Linked DNA regions of Anas platyrhynchos: region 1 is linked to region 2. The links are chromatin contacts, called in public Hi-C maps. All regions are on one chromosome and are shown on one strand. The core of a region is the stretch at or near the end of the contact, and the rest is flanking DNA. Distances in the headings are between cores, read along the strand shown.

The links. Hi-C and Micro-C count contacts between places; a contact is called where the count stands out from the background.
Region 1: a Hi-C map of F1 follicle shows a contact between it and region 2, with 2.7 times the contacts expected there. The contact joins the enhancer-like site here to the promoter of SIGLEC15 in region 2. A contact is called at or near these places in 7 of 8 Hi-C or Micro-C datasets (F1 follicle, F5 follicle, liver and 3 more).

What each region holds. Positions count from the first base shown.
Region 1 is chrZ:3,584,024-3,586,723 of IASCAAS_PekinDuck_T2T, forward strand. LOC101796621 (urea transporter 2) reads right to left here. Exons shown (of 21, transcript XM_038170394.2): 5 at 673-864. Among named protein-coding and RNA genes, the nearest start is that of SIGLEC15, 56 kb to the left of the region's middle. Within about 2 kb of position 1,313, at least 1 of the 8 cell types and tissues checked has an H3K27ac peak or open chromatin away from gene starts, as enhancers often do. A contact at or near this core is called in F1 follicle, where this site is marked.
Region 2 is chrZ:3,528,221-3,530,920 of IASCAAS_PekinDuck_T2T, forward strand. It overlaps SIGLEC15 (sialic acid binding Ig like lectin 15), which reads right to left and starts at 1,263. Exons shown (of 4, transcript XM_038170556.2): 1 at 1,082-1,263. The coding sequence starts at 1,133.

The DNA.
Region 1 (2,700 bases), core at 63-2,562, 56 kb after region 2:
CACACAGCTGTCTCTTATTCTTTCCCCTTGCAGGAGTCGTGCTGCTAATGAACCTAGTCCTGACAGAGGACCCACAGTCTTGCATAGCCTCCCAGAGCCCCTAATCCCCAATAATTCTGGGTAACACAGACCATCTGCTCATGTATTGTTCCTGCCCGGACAGTAAACCTTTTGAGATCAGGACTTGCTTTGTACTTTATCAGAACAAAACACCCGCAGTGCTTACTGCTCCCCGAAGAATGGTTATACAAGAGCCTTTGCCCGCACATGCAGGAGCCAAGTCCCCACTGCCAGCCCACACGTGGCTGAGGAGATGGCTGCTGATCTAAAGCACTTACAAATGAGACCAAACTCCCAGCCCTGACGTGTGATTCTGGGCACCGCCGCCAGGAACATGATGCTAATGACATAACTGATTAAGTGTAAAAGACATCTTCTTGCCTGTGCTGAATTGTGTGCAGCCATGGTAATGGCAAGAGCATGCAGTGAGATTCCTTTCGTGAGAATAGAGTAATTTGGGCTAAAAGGACAGAAGTTGGCAGTGAGATTGAGCCATGCCTCCCCAGAAGCTGAAACAGCCCCTCGCCTTGTGCCCCAGCCCTATTAGTGCTAGTGGTGACATAGCTGCTCCAGCTCACTCCTTGAGAGCCCCAAACACATCCCCATGCTTACTTTTCATCCACTCTCCATATTCTTTCATTTCTCCCGTGAGATACTTGAAGACTCGGTGGATTTGCTTTCCGTTCTTCCCCAGCAGGTCCTGGGTTCGTGGCTTCTGCTCTGCGTACAAATTCCTCTCGCCTGGACTCCCAGTCACTACAATTTCTCCGAGCTCCATCTCCTTTGGGTGGTGAAAAGAAGGAACTGTAAATCAAAAAGTTTGAGTGTTAAAAAACCCCTTGGGTTGTGCTCTGGCAACTTTCTGCTGTAGGTTAGAGCCCCTTGGCGATATCCTTTTTTCAAAGATGGGACATTTCATGGAAGACACCTGCCTGAACCCATGCTGGGAGCAGCATGAGCTGCCACCTGGCACAGCGGGTACCTGCTGTGGTTGTCTTCTCCTGGGGATGAGGACCAGGAAATGACCCAGTGCTGCCGTGGAGCTGTGGCACAGAGTTGTGAGGTGGCAGAGTGGATATGGAGCATCTCACCCTGATATGTGACAGGTTGGACAGTGGACATGGTGCCCGAAAAGTTACCAAGCAGTGCCTGCCTGCTGGCCAGAGCTGCCTGACCTGCTGGAGGGAAGCAACATGAGTTGCCAGTGAGGTAGCAGGCAGCAGGAGACAAGAAAATAAATACAGTGCCTGAGCTCCTCCTGGTGTTTTGATTTGGAACTGTTGCACGGCACGGCAAATATACAGCCTTGCCATGCTCCCCATCCCACATCTGCCTTTGATAGACCACCACGAGCAAACTGGGGCAGCATCAAAGAGTTATGCAGAAATTGGTGTCCAGCGTGGCTCTGCACAAAGACAAGCATCAAAGCTCCGGGCTGTAGGCTCTTTAATTAGCCGGTGAGCATCCAGGCGAGATTATGTGTTTATTAAACTCCCAAATAACATTTGCAGGGCTCTGTTCATTAAAAAGGCCGTTCAGATATAAACGCTTAAGAGAAAATACACCGCGCCCCACTGAGCTACACTGCAGGTGACACCTTCCTAGCTGTGTTTGTGGGTTTCGAGGGGTTCACCGAGAGCCTTCCCCGCGTTTTGTGGAATACGGGCACCACCTTCTGGTGGGATATGTTTTTTTTTTTTGGGAGCTCAGGCAGGCTAGTGCGCAAAGAAAGCAGGCTGGGAGGGATGCCTGGCTGAGGGGCGGCTGTTTTTTCTGGGAGATGGGAAAAGGCTCCGTGGCTCTGCATGCCCTGGGAAGAAAATCCTTGACCACCAGAAGGCGTTTTCCCTTCACCCCGGGCATCACGATGCTAAATGCAGCTCTGGAAACGTCAGGCAGTGCTTGCTGCCTTGTGCTTTGGCTCTCTCTGCCGGCAGCTCGTCCCTACCGCACACGGCTCTTCGCAGTGCCCTTCGAGCACCACCAGCACCGGCTGGGGCCGGGCGCGCTGGGCAGGCGGTGTAGCTACCTGTAGCCGTCAAAGCTGAGCCTAACAGCACTGCTTGCTTGATCCTGAGGGTGAGGAGGATTGTAGAAAGGTATTTGGAGCATCTCTTCGGATCGCCAAGTCACAGGGATGTGTCGCTAAAGCAAGGGTAGTGGCCCTTTTCACAGAATCACAGAATCACAGAATCTCTAGGTTGGAAGAGACCTCAAGATCATCGAGTCCAACCTCTGACCTAACACTAACAGTCCCCACTAAACCATATCCCTAAGTTCTACATCTAAACGTCTTTTGAAGACTTCCAGGGATGGTGACTCAACCACCTCCCTGGGCAGCCTGTTCCAATGTCTAACAACCCTTTCAGTAAAGAAATTCTTCCTAACATCTAACCTAAAACTCCCCTGGCGCAACTTTAGCCCATTCCCCCTCGTCCTGTCACCAGGCACATGGGAGAACAGGCCAACCCCCATCTCGCTAGAGCCTCCTTTAATATACTTATACAGAGTGATAAGGTCACCCCTGAGCCTCCTTTTCTCTAGGCTGAACAAGCCCAGCTCCTTCAGCCGCTCCTCATAGGACTTGCTCTCCAGGCCCCTCACCAGCTTCGTCGCCCTTCTCTGGACCCGCTCAAGCAC
Region 2 (2,700 bases), core at 13-2,512:
GATCGGTTGTGTTTTGGGTGGTGTCAGTCCTCACGGTTCTCTGCCCATCTCTCTGATCAGGGGCAGGCTTCTGAGCACAGCAAATCCAGGGCTGCCACTGCTTTTGGTGTTCCTGGCCTCCTGGGAGAGAGATGTGGCCAACACTGGCTGCTTGGCCATGGCTTGGGTAGCTCCTGAGTGTGTTACTGTAACCCCTTAGCTTTGGAGAACTGCAGATTCTGGCTTTTCTGATTTTTTTTGGTTTGCATTTTTTTACCATAACCAAAGTACCTTAACCGAAGAACACCACTCTTTTGGCACATAAACATTCCCTCACCTTCCACATTAGAAATAATGTTAACAACAAGTGCTTCTTGTGTCACCGGCTCCATTTATGCCTCTTAAAACAGCCTGCCAGAAGACCCTACGTTATGCATGGAGGGATTAGTCAACTTCTGGAGTATAATTTAACATTAAAGCATCAACATGACAGGTCTTCCATAGCTTCCTCTTGCTACTTATCCAGCCTCCATTTGTTCCTGGGATTTCCTCTCCTGAGAAACAGGCAAGGTCACAACCAAAAAGCCTACACAAGTTGCAAGAGGAACTCCCAAAATGAGCATCACAGATGATCACCTGCTCTAGCAAACAAATTGACGTGTTTAACCAAATTCCATTGACTTTAATAGAACTAAGTATATACTTGAAGTTAACCATGAGCTTAAGTGCTCAGTGGAGCTGGAGTAAATTGCATGTTGCATAACAACTCTGAGGAACGTGAAACTGCTTCTGCATGATGGTGAAAACGCTGCATCCAACAGGCAACGTAGAGGAAAGTTAGTTGAAGATAAAGTCCCTGCACAAGTTATGGAAGGAAAAAAAAAAAGGCAATACAGACCAGAAGCCTCTCTGAGAATTGCTGAGTCAAGCTTTTGAGTTTTTCCAGTGTTCGCCCAGGCACCTGGTGTTTCAAGATCCTTTTAAGCAACGTGACGGACGTACTGTTCTTAGAGTTTGTTACAAGCAGTTCCCCTGCCATGCTGACTAGAACGGGAAGAAAAGCCCTGAGCGGACAGGGAACTGTAGCAAGCTCAGAACTCACCCTTCCTGAAGATGGAAAGGAGGCACAGAAGAGATAAGCTGAACTCTCTCATGCTGGTTGGTGTTCTCCACGGGGGTGTATCAGCAAACAAGAACTGTCTCTGCTACATCTGAGCTGTTGCTCTCGCTGTCCCAAAAGGTTTTTCCAGGGATGGGAGAAGCTGTGGTTTTCCCCTCCTTGGAGGGAATGAGTGGTCCGGCTGCACCAGCTCTGGGTTCAGATATTAATAGTTCTGTGGTCAGTCATGTGAAAAAGGCTGCGGAGGGAATCAGGATGTTATCTTCCAGCTAAGGAACGGGGACTGCAGGCTGGGGCTGCAGACATCCTCTGTGTGTGATGGGACAGAAGGGACCGGCTTTCAGGAAGCCTTTGCAATCTGCAATGAGTAGTAGCAAGACCTTTGTTCTCCTCACTTGAGGCAGTTCAGCAGGGAAGCTGCAGGACAACTGTGCTTAAACCCTTGTGCTTGCTGGCTGTGGTCATCCCTGGGCGTAAAACACCCTGAGCAGGCACAGGGCCTCAGTTATGACCTGTCTGGCAGTGCCACCAGGTACCCTGCTCTGAGCCACGAGTTGTTCCCTTCCTTCTTGTCATCCTGTGTTTGCAATAAGCTGAGCTCCATCTCCTGCCCAGAACCCTTGTGCAAATGCTCTTTGTTAAAAGCTAAACCCAGAAGGGAACTTTCTGTGTGGTTTGCTGATACGTGAGCTCGGGGCTTGTGAAGCCCCAGCTTCAGGTAGTGACCCCGTAATTTTAAGTTGAATCTTGAAGTGTTTATTCCCTGTCCGGGCTTAGCTTGAGGTTTGCTTTTCCGACCAGGGGAAGGGGAGATGCCTTGGTGCCCCTTCTCACCCCAGCAGCTGTGCCTCTGAGGGGCCCTTTTGCCTCTGTCCTGCTTGGGGAAGGGGACAGCATCAGCTGCAGGATTTGGGACAGACAGATGCGGCTGTCCAGCCACTGGAGGGCTCCAAAGGATAAGGTAAGAGGGTGCTGTCTGCAGCTGCTGCAGCCGGCAGGTGGTGCTTTTACTCCAGCACTGATGCAGAAGGCTCCTCTCTGCTGCCTCCCCGCGAGTTCCCTGCTAGCCTGGCGTGCAAATAACCTCCAGAAGGGGGCTTCTTGATCTGGTAGCATGAGGTATGTTTGCTGCTTTGCGAACCCTTTTTGTGCTCTGATCAAAATCAGTTGCTCTCCAAGTGTCTGCAAAGTGAGGGTGACTTATGTTTTCCTGGACTTCCTAATTGTTATTTACTGGGGCTCGGACCCACCACTACGCAGCAGGTGTTGGTGTTGCTTCAAGTGGCTTAGAGCCCTGCTCCATCCCTGTGCACGTCCCCCTGCAGCAGGGGGATCAGGATGCAGTGCTGTCATAAGTGTAGCTTTTTGCAGAGTAACCTGAGGGTGTGAGAGGTGGAAACAGTAAATAAGAGGCCTGCACCCGCATGTCATCTGTTACATGCCTATTCTGCCTTCCCTGTTTTTCTCCTTAGGCTATTTGATTTTTGTCCCTTTGATGTAAGCTTTCTGGTGCTGTGGCTCTGCCTAAGTGTGTCACTGCTCTTGGCACAGTGGGGTTGAGTGGACTGAAATAAAAGGTTAAAGTGAAGCACATTGCTACG